Linked DNA regions of Sus scrofa: region 1 is linked to region 2. A link is a contact called in public HiChIP or PLAC-seq data. All regions are on one chromosome and are shown on one strand. Each heading gives the region's core, a stretch centred on a gene start, on an enhancer-like site or on the middle of the called end of the contact. The rest is flanking DNA. Distances are from core to core; before and after follow the strand shown.

Region 1 (6,923 bases), core at 3,437-5,936, 74 kb after region 2:
CCGACTGCGATGATGCCAAAAAACACATATGCAGCAGAAGAAGTTTTTGTCCTTAGGTAAAGAATTTCCCCACAAAGGAAATAAAGTGATTAGAAAAGTTATCTTTTGTCTATTATAAATTCATATAGATATATTTTCCTTCCCATCAAACATATGCTTTTAAGTTCACTGATGAAATTTTAAAATGATATTTATCTTCATTCATTACTTTTCTAAGAAGCCAGGAGACTAAACTGAGCTTTTCCACAGTGTGGCTAGACCCGCAAGTTGGTGCATGTAAGCCTGTAGGGGTGATGGTGGCCTTGGTCATAACTGATTAATCTGCATACTTCAGAGGGTAAAGGGAAGAGAGTGAAGGATGCCTCTACTTATCTGGAATTTAATTACATCTGCCTAAAGGAGACAAAAGAGATGAAGCATGGCATGAGGTGAGCATTGAGTGTTTCTCTCAGCCTTGCATGGTATATAATGCATTTAGAGTTTGGAAAGACAGCCCATAGGCTTTCCGAAATAAATTGGGATGAATTGAGGTTTTAGTTTGCATCCCTCTCATGGACCAAACCCCATGGAGATAAATTCGCACCAAGCCAAGTACAACTGTCCATGATTCCCTACAATTTTGTTCAAGTTACTAAACATAAGAATTATTTACATCAAATGGGTTTGTGGTTGCCATTGCTCCTGACACCAGTGAAGGAGTCAGGCTTTGCAGGATGAGTCATGGTGAGCAGAGCAGGAGTATTTGGAGATGGAGCAGAACATGAGGAAAGAAGCCTGGATGAGTTGAAGAAATCTGGTCTTTCACAGAGCTATGGGATTTTGATTCCAGATAGTATGTCAACATATATCTGAGAGAGAAAGGGAGAGGATCAACATCTAGTTTTCATTACAAATCTGTTAACTTTTTAATAGTTAATATTTTTTTCCGTTATGTTTACATTTACAAACACAATGAGTAATCCTCTTCTAAGTATTGGTTTATACACTTAACTATGCCAAGTGTTTTCAACCCCTCAAAGATGAAGATTTCATAGCAATTTTTCTTAAATAAATGGACAAATGAAAACTTTGATTATTTACCTAAGGCTGTATTAAATGATAGAACTACATTTTTTTTTCTTTTTCACTTCCTTTTCCATTATGCTTTATTACAGGATATTGGATATAGTTCTCTATGCTATATAGGACTTTGTTATTTTCTTTCTTTTTTTATTGTATTTTTTTATAATTTTTTTATTTTCCCACTGTACAGCAGGGGTCAGGTTATCCTTACATGTATACATTACAATTACATTTTTTCCCCCACCCTTTGTTCTGTTGCAACATGAGTATCTAGACAAAGAGAACTACATTTTCAACACAGGTGTGTCTCATGCCCATTGTAAAGATTCAAACAATATGGAAAATAGCATAGAAAAAAATAGAAGCCATGTACAGCATCACCAGAAGCAAATTTTCTCAACATTATTCTTTCTTCTGCACAAGGGCTAGGATTTCATAGTGTGTAAAATGTGTTAGCAGGTTGAAGACATGCTTCGTTAAAGTATGATTTACATGCTGTTCAAAAAGAAAAACATTTCTAAATTTTTCGGATGACTATGCTACAAAAAGATAAGCACCATCGGCAAAAGAAGGATGTGAAATGGCCCTTGTGTATTTTCACTAGGAGTCTCTGCAATGGTGACTCACATCTCAAGAGTGCCACCTTGCATCTCCTAATGACGGGATTGAAATCAGTTCATACTGAGATCAAGATCACACTGAAAAGAAGCACAGTGTTTGATGAGAATTTTATAGATAAGGATGGAGAGAGGAGAATAGCAAACAAGGGTTAGGGAGGGAATGTCAGGATTGTAATGGACAGGGCTATGCACAATTTTCAGGAGGCTACCAATTGACAGCACCCAGTGAACCTTTAGACCGTGGGTCAGATGAAAACACTGTTCTGGTTAAGGTAGTTCACCAGTTCCCCGTTTCACTTAGCATGTTAACCAAGACCTTAGAATGGAAAAATCAAAATTAACTTGGTGCTTATCTGACCTCAGCTCCCACAATTTTCCCTCCTTCAGACACAAATGACTTCTTTTTAGAGTGTGCCAGGTATATTCCAGCTTTAGGATCTTCAGCAGTTCTTCTAAGATGATAAACTCCCATAAACCTACCATGGCTCTCTCCCTCTCCTCCAAGTTTCCTCAAATCCCCTCTTCTAGGTGATGCCTACTCTGAATACCCTATTAAAATTGCAACACACACTCTTACTCCTTGGCTTTCCCAATCAGTGCCAACCTGGCCTATCGCCCCCCACCCATGCTACTTATACTGGGTTACCAGATAATTCATTTATTATTTTCAGTCTTTTAAATCTGTTTTAATTCTTCTTCCTAGAAGAAGGCTGGAAATCAACATTTAAAACATACGTAGGATGAGGGAATTCATATTCAAAATACATAAAGAACTCTTACAACTCAGTAGTAAGCCAATAACTAAATGGAAAACGGACAAAAGGAGTTCGTGCTGTGGTGTAATGGGATTGGTGGTGTCTCTGGACAGCTGGGACGCAGGTTTGTTATCTGGCCCGCCACAGTGGGTGGAGCTGCAGCATAGGTTGCAACTATGACTCATATCTGATCCCCGGCCAGGGAATTCCGTATGCCAAATACATCTGATTGTATGTGACTTTCTGTAAGATTTACAGAGCCTGAGGCCGGAAAACAAATTGAGGCTCACACATCCTGTTGTTTAAATATTCATATTTATACAAGCTAACAGAATTTTGTATATTCTATCCTCCTATTTGGACAAATTTAACTGCAGGACCACAAAACTGAAAAACATGTTAAAAGAGCAAAAGTGATGGAGGTGAATGTGTGATTTTTTATTTTATGATTTTTATTTTTTCATTGTAGTTGATTTACAATGTTCTGTCAATTTCTACTGTACTGCAAACTGATCCAGTCACATGTCATATATATATATATATATATATATATATATATATATATATATATTCTTTTTCTCACATTATCCTCCATCATATTCCATCTCAAGTGGCTGGGTATAGTTCCCTGTGTTCTCACTGCTTAAACACTCCAAGTGAAATAGTTTGCATCAATTAACTAACCCCAGACTCCCATTCCATCCCACTCCCTCCCCTTTGGCAACCACAAGTCTGTTCTCCAAGTCCATGAGTTTCCTTTTTGTGGAAAGTTTCATTTGTGCCATATATTAGATTCAGATATGTGATATCATATGGTATTTGTCTTTCTCTTTCTGACTTACTTCACTTAGTATGAGAGTCTCTAGTTCCATCTATGTTGCTGCAAATAGCATTATTTTGTTCTTTTTATGGCTGGGTCGTATTCCATTGTGTATATATACCACATCTTCTTAATCCATTCCTCTATCAGTGGACATTTAGGTTGTTTCCATGTCTTGGCTGCTGTGAATAGTGCTGCAATGAACATACAGGTGCATGTATATTTTTCAATGAAAGTTTTGTCCGGGTTTATGCCCAAAAGTGGGATTGTTGGGTCCTATGTTAGTTCTATATTTACTTTTCTGAGGTACCTCCATACTGTTTTCCCATAGCGGTTGTACCAATTTACATTCCCACCAACAGTGTAGGAGGGTTCTTTTTTCCACATACCCTCTCCAGCATTTGTTATTTGTGAATTTATTAATGATGGCCATTCTGACAGGTGTGATTTGGTATCATAGTAGTTTTGATTTGCATTTCTCTAATAATCAGTGATGTTGAGTATTTTTTCATGTGCTTGTTGGCCATCTGTATATCTTCTTTGGAGAAATGTCTATTCAGGTCTTTTGCCCATTTTTCAGTTGGTTTGTTGGTTTTTTTTTTTTTTTTTTGCTATTGAAATGTATAAGTTGTCTGTATATTTTAGAGATTAAGCCCTTATCAGTTGCATCATTTGAAACTATTTTCTCCCATTCCATAGGTTGTCTTTTTGTGTTTTTTTTTTTGTTGTTTTTTGGTTTTTTTGTATGGTTTCCCTTGCTGTGCAAAAGCTTATCAGTTTGATTAGGTCCCACTGGTTTATTTTTGCTTTTATTTCTGTTGCTTGGGAGACAGACCTAAGAAAACATTTGTGTGGTTGATGTCAGAGAATGTTTTGCCTATGTTCTCTTCTACGAGGTTTATGGTGTCCTGTCTTAAGTCTTTAAGCCATTTTGAGTTTATTTTTAAATCATTTGAAAATTCTGATGATGACAGACTTGAAAAAGAAATAGTGTCCTGATACCACTAGCATAATGGCATTATCATCTTGGATATTGATGATAACATTCTGAGTACTTTTTAATTTTCTTTTCCTTTTTCTCCTTTGTTTTTCGTGTGTGTGTGTGTGTGTGTGTCTGTGCAGGGACTGTCACACATGATGTTGACGTTTGACAAAGGAAATACTTCTTATTGTGGTTTCAGTTGCCACTTTAAAGCATAGATTTCTTTGCTTTAATTTCATCACTCTTGAGATGGTAATTTCTTAACACATGATGATTAAACCATAATGTCCTAAGGCATGCCTTTTAATTAATTAGTATTCTTATCTCCTATGGCTCTGGAAGGAAAATAGTTTTGTATCAATGTTGGTAGAATTTAAAAAATAGCCACTTGAAATTTTTTTTGCTTTATTGTTCAGGGGAAGATCTTCTTTTGAGGAAGGAAGGCCGTATGACTGTTTCGATGCTTGCTGGAACTTCCGTCATTTCCAGCAATTGTTTTGTTTAGCATTTATTTCGCGGGAGGCACACGGCATGATTACATGATTACTTTCGTTTTGAGAACACTGCTTAAAAGTGTGTTTTGCTTTAAGCTGCATCACTCTAGTTTGGAGCTGTGCTGTAAAAACGACATTTTTTATATTAAAAGTTAAAACTTTGAAGAGAGATGTTGGACCAAAGGCCACAAGACATCCAGTTACCTACTATGGGTGATGGAGTGCAGCAAACCAGTGAAAGAAATCAAGAAACCACAGAAAATGAGCGAGGTAAGAACATTTTCACTTGTTTAGAATGAAGGTTGTTTGCTGAAATTAGTATTTACTAAAAGAAAATGTTAAGCAAAAGTTTAGAAGACAGGAATTGGGTTTTGTAATTTCTTCCATCGAGGCAAAAAAAAAAAAATTCCTTTTTCAGTTAACTTCACCATAAATAAAAGTTATAATGGAATTCAGATTTGTAAATGATATCTTGCCCTTACAATTCATATTCATTTTATCTTAATTGATAATGGAGGAAGATTATCTATAAATAACACAGTTCAAATTTAGCTTCCCTCGTACTGAAGTTTAAGTGTGAACCATGTAGTCGGTCCACGCCTAGAATTCATACATGATACAAAATAAATAGCAAATATTTGTAATATTTTCAAAGATTGTTCATGTGCCCTGAGTGGAGTCCAGATAAATTGCACTTTAGAAGTACTTAAGAGTATAATGGTTACCTGTCTCCTCTACTCTTATCTAAACAATTGCTGGAACCCTGATGTTCCTGAGAAATCTCTGGCTATTTTAAAATGCAAAAGAAAAGAAAATGTACTAAAACAAAACAAAACAAACAAACAAAATACAACCAAACCAAAAAACCTTAGAAAACAGTTTGGTAGCATTGGATGCTTTAAATAGCGAGTTCAGAGTAGGTGAAATCCAAATTCTACATCTAACAAGGTAATCTTTTGAAGTTATATCAACAGGACTCTTTATAGTCAAATAAGGTGAAGAAGGGCAGGGCAGGAGGGAAATGAAACTAAAATGCATTACATACTACAATATGTGATTTGGAGACTACAGTGAGTTCTAAACTGCTGTTTAATTTCATTTCAATCTACCAGAGTATGCAGGATTCAAAAATGTTGTGGTAGTCCAGATTAGAATGCATAAATACTTTAGTCCTCTTTTTTTTTTTTTTTTTTTTGTCTTTTGCCTTTTGAGGGCCACTCCTGCGGCATATGGAGGTTCCCAGGCTAGGGGTTGAATCAGAGCTACAGCTGCCGGCCTACGCCAGAGCCACAGCAACGCGGGATCCGAGCCGCGTCTGCAACCTACAGCGCAGCTCATGGCAACGCCGGATCCTTAACCCACTGAGCAAGGCCAGGGATCCAACCGCAATCTCATGGTTCCTAGTCGGATTCGTTAACCATGGTGCCATGACGGGAACTCCCTCATTTTTTTTTTTTTTTTTTTTACAACTTAATTTTTCTGTCTGAGGTTAGAGCCAAGTGGGCTGGGGAAAATGGGATCAAAAATTAGATGACAACATGAAAATATCTAAACCAAATGTTTTAAGAATTAGCCAAACCAGACAATAAGCTTTAGTATTTCAGATTGTGTGGTTATAACTGCAGAATTAAACAAGTGATTGATTAGATTCTGTTAATGACACAGAATGCAGATATTGATAAATGGCATTTCAGCAAAAGTAAAATAATGAAGTATTATAAATGATGCTAGAAAAATTAGTAATCCATATAAAACAACATAATTCTATATTTCTATATCATCTCATATAGAAAAAATTCTCAAATCTCAGATGAGTAAATACTGAAACATAAAGAGCAACTTGTAGCACTTCTACAAGTAAGAGTGGTAGCCTATATTTAGGACTCTAAGTAAAATGAGTTTATTAAACAAACATGAATGTGTAAGCTCCAAAAAAATTAATAACTTTGACTACATTGAAATTTAAATAGTTTAAAATTTAAACAGTTTAAAATAATTTCATAAAATGTGAAAAGTCTAGCCACTCAATTTTCAGAAATACTAAGATTACCCACTGTATGATAAGAAAAAGAAAGTAATCTAATTAAAGCAAAACAATAATAATAAGGGCTAGGAACAGGCAAACCATTAAAGAAGAAACCCAAATGTTAAAAATAAATAAAAAGGGAAGAGGACAAGATGGCGGAGGAG
Region 2 (7,318 bases), core at 4,786-7,285:
AATCCAAAGGTTTTCTTGAGGATGCATTAACCTCTGCTGTCAGAATAATTGATCCCTCATTGCTCCATGATGACTTGGCTTATGAGGCATGGTGTAACTCAAGAATTTCCATCTCTCTCTCCCCATCTCCTGGTGAAAATTCCTAGGCGATATTAGACACAGACACACCCTGCAACAAAATTTCTGGAGAGAGGCCAAGGTTTGTATTTATTTTGGATAACTTTTCCTTCATCATTGAATAATGATGTGGTTTCCAAACCTGCCTTCACATTAGATTTACATGGATAGTCCCCTTAAAACATTACATTTACTCAAGTTCCCTAGTGGCCTAGCAGTTAAGGATTAGATGTTGTCCTTGCTGTGGCTTGGATTTGATTTTGATCCCTGGCCTGGGAACTTCCACATGCTATGGGCACAGCCAAAAAAAAAAAAAAAAAAAAAGAGGAATAAGAAAACTTTGCATTTACTGATTTATTTGTTTCTCACAATAACCGTACAAATCAGGACCTATTATTACCTCAGTTTGACAAGGATAGAAATGATGCATAGAGAAATTAATTAACTTACCTATGTGATAATGTGGCAAGTTGGAAATTGAATTTAAGGAGACATTTAAAAACATATGCTTTTTATTTTTTATTTATTTATTTATTTATTTATTTATTTTTTGTCTTTTTGTCTTTTTTGTTGTTGTTGTTGTTGTTGCTATTTCTTGGGCTGCTCCCGCGGCATATGGAGGTTCCCAGGCTAGGGGTCAAACCGGAGCTATAGCTGCTGGCCTACGCCAGAGCCACAGCAACGCGGGATCCGAGCCGCGTCTGCAACCTACACCACAGCTCACTGCAACGCCGGATCGTTAACCCACTGAGCAAGGGCAGGGACCGAACCCGCAACCTCATGGTTCCTAGTCGGATTCGTTAACCACTGCGCCACGACGGGAACTCCAACATATGCTTTTTATACTTAATTTTATAACCATTTGAGAGGATTCAACCACATAGCCCTCAGATGAGTATCATAAAATTTTTCATGTCTGATTTTGTAAAGATTTTCTCCAAACTCATTACTATTTTTTTTTTTGGTCTTTTTTTTGGGGGGCTGCACTGGCGGCATATGGAGGTTCCCAGGCTAGGGGTCTAATCAGAGCTTAGCCACCAGCCTGTGCCACAGCCACAGCAACACAGGATCCAAGCCACGTCTGCGACCTACATACAGCTCACAGCCACTACTATTTTTAAGTATGTACAGACGTCTGAAATGGGTCTTGTTAGTACTTTTTTGGTTTGTTTCAAGGTGACAATGTGCATTAGACGGCATTCAAAATCAATCAACAGAGTTAGCCAAGTCACGCAAGGTAATTTCATGGCCCAAATAAGATATCATCAGAAGTTTAAAGTTCCAAAAATATGATGATACCTTGTGTAATTTAGTATGAACTTCTTTTCTTTATCAAAACAAACTTCTGGACCTATGTAAAGACTGAAGTGTCAAAAAAAAAAAAAAAAAAAAACAAGACAGAAACATGAAAATATCTTCATTTATTTATTTATTTTATTATATTCTGGTCCAGCAAAAGGAAATGGGTTAGCATTTAGAACATATAATTAATTCTTAAAAGCTGAAACTGAGCCTTATTCCACTAAGAAATAGAGTACTGTGGAAATGTATCTCTCACTGGGGAGCACCAGTGAATATTTTAGAAAATATGGCTATGACAGCTTATGATTCAATTGTTAATTTCATCATACAATTATAGTTAAGAAAAAGATGTTCTCGGAAACTATGAGCATTTCACTTTAAGTTCATTTGGCAATTAGTAGACACAAAGCGTCACAGAGACCTGTTGTTATTTGAGATAAGTAACAGCAGAAAGAGAAACAGTGTAGGAAGCAAATTTGAGTTTCACCTTTATGCCAGTACTGGTTAATCTGTGACAGATGCATAAAGTACAAGACCTGTAAATGTAAGCTATTTTAGGAACGATCTTTCCTAAGCGTTTAATTGAGGAAGAGACACCAGGAAGCTGATGCAATAGGAGGGTCCTTGTCCCTCACAGAAACACTGGTTTGACAACCATTCACCTATGAGAAGATCTTCATGGGGCTTGTGGATTCAAGGTGGGAGATTACGGCAGCAGGTGGAGCATAGAAATAAGAAAGGACACACTGATGACAGTGAGAAGGACAGTTTCACTTTACTCACTCATTTCCTCTCCCCAAGCACAGGAAATGCAGCACAAGACAGATACCCTCCACCTGGCTGAGAGTGAAGTGAGCATCTGTCTTTGTTGTGATCCCTAGCCCCAGGCTTGCCCCAGTAAAATCTGGTGCCAGGCCAGCCGTGTTGCAATCCAGCCTCCATGGACTCAAGCTCTAGGCCTGCTGCCACAGACTCAGGCTCAACTCCTCCTAGCACCAAATTAGTCCCTGCAAGTTCCTGGCCAGCCCCATGGATAGATCCTCCTATTGCATCAGCTTCCTGAAGTCTCCCTCAATTAAACTCTTAAGGAAAGGCTACAAGGATCAAAGAATCAGGAAAATATGACAGTACCAAAGGAACAAAATAAAGCATCAATAATCAACAATGGAGATAATCAAACTGTCTGGCAAAGAATTCAGCAGGGTAGGGAATGTTTTTAACAACACCATATTTGGTGAAGAAAATAACTCATGCAGAAATTGGATTTTGGAAAATACGTGATTGACAGAACATATTCTACTCATTGATCTTGTTTGGGTGAGCTGTCATTATCTTTGCAGAGCCTCCATTCAGTCTTTTTCCCATAAAGTTGTTAATTACAGTTTCCTACTCTGGTACCAGCGCTTCTGGATTTTCCTACTCCTAGTCCTCTGCTCCAATAAGCTGTGATTCATCACTTTTCCTTGTGTGTCTCTTCAATTTATGGTGAAGTGGTTTGCCTTATGATCTCAGTTCTCTGATGGATTTAAGAAGGGTCGTTTATTTATTTATTTTTTCTTATTGTGTGGATGGGAGTGATAATTTCTGATCTCTTCACACACCAGACCAAAACCCACAAGTACATTATTCATCGTCTAATCTTAGGCATAATAATTTCTGCAATTTAAGCATATGCTCATTTCCTTAATGGATGGATAACGAATAAATAAGAGTGAGTACAGTAAGAGTTAAGTTAAAAGGAAGCAACAAGGGTCATGATGGGACAAAATGTTTATATTCCCTTAAAAATATAAAATGAAACAAAATGAATCAAGAAAATAATCACTGTTTTTGTTTTTTTTTTTTAATAAGTAGGATTCCCTAGGAACTAGACTCAAACTCTGATATTTATGTATAGAAGCTTTAATGGTAAATGCTGTTGAGAATAAGAGCGTAGAGGGTGAGAGAGCAACATTGGATAAAGGGAGTGGTTCATCCACACAACGCAGTTGCAGCAGAGGCCCCGGCTAATCCTATGGGGACCTCTGGAGATAGGCTGGTCCTTCAAAGTTGCACCTCTTGAAGCCAGAAAAGCGGGACATTTCCTCCTCTACCTTGTCACCCTGCCCATCTATTTGATGTAGGCTGTCCCTGAGAGGTGCACAGCACTTCTCAGAGAAAGAGTCAGCTGAGAGAATTCAGTTGCCAACCTTCCCAGTAGCTTGGGAAATGAATATATCGGTGCTGACTAGAGCATCTGGGCAGCAGACCAGTGTGCCTGCTGCACGCTGCTCTTGCACTGCCCCATCTGCCTGGTTAGTAGAAAAACGTTCTATAACCAGCCCTTCTGGTATTCTCTTCAGTTCCTTTTCTTGGTGAAACTCACAGAAACAAGATTAGTGGGACAAACTATACACCCTGTCATTGCAGTTTGTCTGGATGGCAACCAATATCCATCATTTCCTACATCCCTACCTTGCTGGACTCCACTCACCCTTGACGACACCCTCAACCAGACCAGGTGTTTTACCAACTAGTGGGACCAAGGTACCCATCAGTCAGGGGCCTAAGCCCCTGGCAAAATACACTAATTCTTTTTTGTTTTTTCCTGGAGATGCTTCATTTATTTTTCACCCTCAGATGCTACAGGCTATTTTTGGTGGCGCTAGATATTAATAATGACCAGTGTAACTTTCCTGACTGTTAAACAAACTATCCCACAGCAAACTTGCCTAAAGACATCGTGGTGACCTTTTAACATACACATTTTCTAAAATATATGCTCAAAGTACAAAAGATCCACATTTACAAGAGTATGAAATATGGACAATAGCCCATTTCTAGTGAACTTACCTATTAGCTGTCAAAATTTATCAGGGGACTGTCAGGGGACATCCTAGTGGGTCACCTTCATTGCAAACACCTGCTTCACTTTCTCTCTTATGCAACAATAGTCCTACATTCCCCTGATAAGCAGGTTAATTAGCCCTGTCAGGATTGTGACTCATTTTCTTTTCCTGTTGTGTTCCTGGCATAAGAAGCCCAGGGTAGCAGACATAGCTTAAAACTTAATGAGGAGCTCCCACTGTGGTTCAGTGGGTTAAGGATCCGATAGTGTCTCTTTGAGGATGCAGGTATGATTCCTAGCCTCTCTCAGGGGGTTAAGGATCCGGCGTTGTCACAGCTGTGACATAGGTGGCACACGAAGCTTGGGTCTGGTATTGCTGTGGCTGTGGAGTAGCCCTGCGGCTCCCACTCTGGTTCAACCCCTGGCCCAGGAAATTCCATATACCACAGGTGTCACCATAAAAAGACAAAAAAAAAAAAAATTGAATGGGATTCTCACTGCGATGCCTGAAGTGTTTCCACTCTGGAAACCAGGGCTTCTAAATTAGCAGATGTTAAAATGGTAAGGACGTAAGCAAAAATTCCCCTTCTACGAAGGCAACCATGCATTTTAGAAAAGGAAATGATCAGGCCTTTCGGAAAATACTAGACTCGGGCTCTGATCCTATACTAATTCCAGGAGACCCAAACTTCACTGTGGCCCATTCGTCAGGGCCAACGGCGGTCAGGTAACCAGTGGGGTTTTAGCTTAGGTGGGTGTAATGGTAGGCCCAGTGTGTCCCTGAATCCATCCTGCGGTCATTGTCCATTTCCACAATGCACAGTTGGAATAAATCCACTCAGCAGCTGGCAGCATCCACCCTTAAAGGACATTTGGTCTTGTCCAAAACAAGCATAAGCCATTTGCTCCATGAGCCATTTGATCCACACCAAAAAGTCCTCGAAACTTGGTCATATTTAGTTCTGTTCCAAACCATCTGGCATGGACAAAATATGCTCATCGACATTTTGGACAGGACCAAATTTCCAGGACTTTTTGGTGTGGATCAAATGGCTTATAGACATTTGGCCAGACCCAGATATCTGCTAACCTCCAGACCTGCAGAGCTATTTCTGGAGCTTTGGGTATACTGCCCATAGCCATCTGTATGCATACTTCCTGGCACAGTTCCTATTCTAAATCCCTTACTATGCTTCTTGTTACTAGAGAATCTAAGTGTTCTCTTGGTCCTCTAGGCACTCCTGTACCTGGATAACAGGGTGACTGCGTGGGACTTATCTCCTCTCTCTGTGCACATGTGATCTTGGCTCAGGCAAACCTCTCTATCAGGACCTGGAGATGTACAGAAAATCTATGCCAGGCCACTGGGGCTGACTAGCAAGGGTTTGAGAATTGTATCCTTTCTCCTCTTTCTCTCCTTAAAAGTGTTTCTCCAAGAAATGCTTGTTATATCTGCAGCACATAGCACTGGTGATTTGCAGCCCTTGGCACAACGCTAATAATACCCAAACACAGTTTTAAAAATTACTTTCTGTAGTTGGTAGACACAGAGAAATGAGAAAAGAAAGAGATAAGAGGAAGAAAGGTGTTCCTTCTTGTAACAGCACTCTGCTCTCTTTAGGGTGGCAGCTTGTTTCCGGATATGTGGGTGATTGGGACTCGATTTAAAAACAGAAGTTTTTAAGTTTAAGCTTTGGTTTATAAACGGAGGTTAAAATCACAACTCTGATCACCATCAAACTGTGTTAGTTCACCCTCGTTTTTCTTTTCTTTTTTTTTTTACAGTTTGTCAAGCTTTCCCTGCATAGTCATCAATGTCTGAAGAAGTCACTTATGCAGATCTAAAATTCCAGGACTCTGGTAAGAAAGAAAATACCCAGGAGTTTGGCAACTTTGGGATAAAAGGTAAGATTTTGAGCTATGGCTGTGTTGTGAGGTGGATAAAATGTGGAAGGTGGCAGAAGTGTAAGGGTAGATGCCTTGCTCCTTGAGTGTTAGTGAATTGACAATAACCTTTCAATTTGAATTTTTAATTTAAGCCTCTTATTTTTTACCAAAACTACCAAAAATGACCATACAAAAGGATTTTAAAGGATTTTTTAAAGAAAATAAGCAGTGCATTTAACACACAATCTTTTATAATTTTTTTCAATCTATCACAATCATGATTAGGCTAGGATAGTATTTTCATATGACTGGATTATGAATTATTTTTCCCCCATGAAAGAAAGCCATAGAACTAGGAACATGTTGTTCAGGAAAGTCTTGGGTTTGTATGTTCTTTTTTAGAAGAAAATGCTAATTTGTGTGTGTGTGTGTGTGTGTGTGTGTGTGTGTGTGTGTGTCTAAGAAAGAGATAGGGAGAGAGAGCCAAAGAAAGAGACAGAGAGAAGGGACCTTCAGAGGATTTTATTTTAGTTTTTACCAAATAAAGCTTTTATTAGAATTTGCTAATAGAATTTTTAGAATTTTTCTTACTTCCTTTGGAGATCTCTTTCCAACTTATTACAATATGGAAGAGGTTAAGTTACCTGAAAAGACACATCAAAGACTAAAGGGAGGAAAGAAATAAATATTGGAAGATACAATAATTCAAATGCACCCTGTACCTGGAAAGTTTGTATTTTTTAAGTCAAATTTAATTATGATATAAATGGACCACTTGTGTTTACTTTCAGTTTATGCTTCAATAAAGTATCCCTAATGTCCCAGAATACCCATACTTAAAATCAGTGTGTATAAATTAAATGGTAGATATAGAGAACACAAAGAGTTAACAGAAGCAGTGATATTAGGAGAAAAGAGTAATAGAAAAATACTCGTGTATTCTTTCATTGGTTTTTTACCTCTAAAAAATGTAGCATTCTTTGACGTTCTACCTTACTGTGAACCGAATTTTCACTGTTTAATCTTGGATCCACTTATCATTATCATTCCCCATTTATCCATTGTCATTCTCATTTATCATGAACATTATAAATCTTGATGAAGGATAACAGCTTAATTCTGTAGCCTTTTCCTTGAATACTGATTTTTTTTTTAAAGGGCAGGATGCTAAGGATGTCACAATAC

What was found. HiChIP or PLAC-seq counts read pairs in DNA pulled down with a chosen protein or histone mark.
Region 1: an H3K27ac HiChIP or PLAC-seq map of alveolar macrophages shows a contact between it and region 2. The contact joins the promoter of CLEC2B here to the promoter of CLEC12A in region 2. A contact is called at or near these places in 2 of 47 Hi-C or Micro-C datasets (blood and heart right ventricle) and 1 of 2 datasets of contacts at active chromatin or transcription factors (alveolar macrophages).

The regions. Positions count from the first base shown.
Region 1 is chr5:61,992,074-61,998,996 of Sscrofa11.1, forward strand. CLEC2B (C-type lectin domain family 2, member B) reads left to right here and starts at 4,687. Exons shown (of 6, transcript NM_001256364.1): 1 at 4,687-5,003. The coding sequence starts at 4,904. LOC100623691 (C-type lectin domain family 2 member E-like) reads left to right here. Exons shown (of 4, transcript XM_021092368.1): 4 at 1-101. The coding sequence ends at 56.
Region 2 is chr5:61,917,022-61,924,339 of Sscrofa11.1, forward strand. CLEC12A (C-type lectin domain family 12 member A) reads left to right here and starts at 6,036. Exons shown (of 6, transcript NM_001301669.1): 1 at 6,036-6,151. The coding sequence starts at 6,061.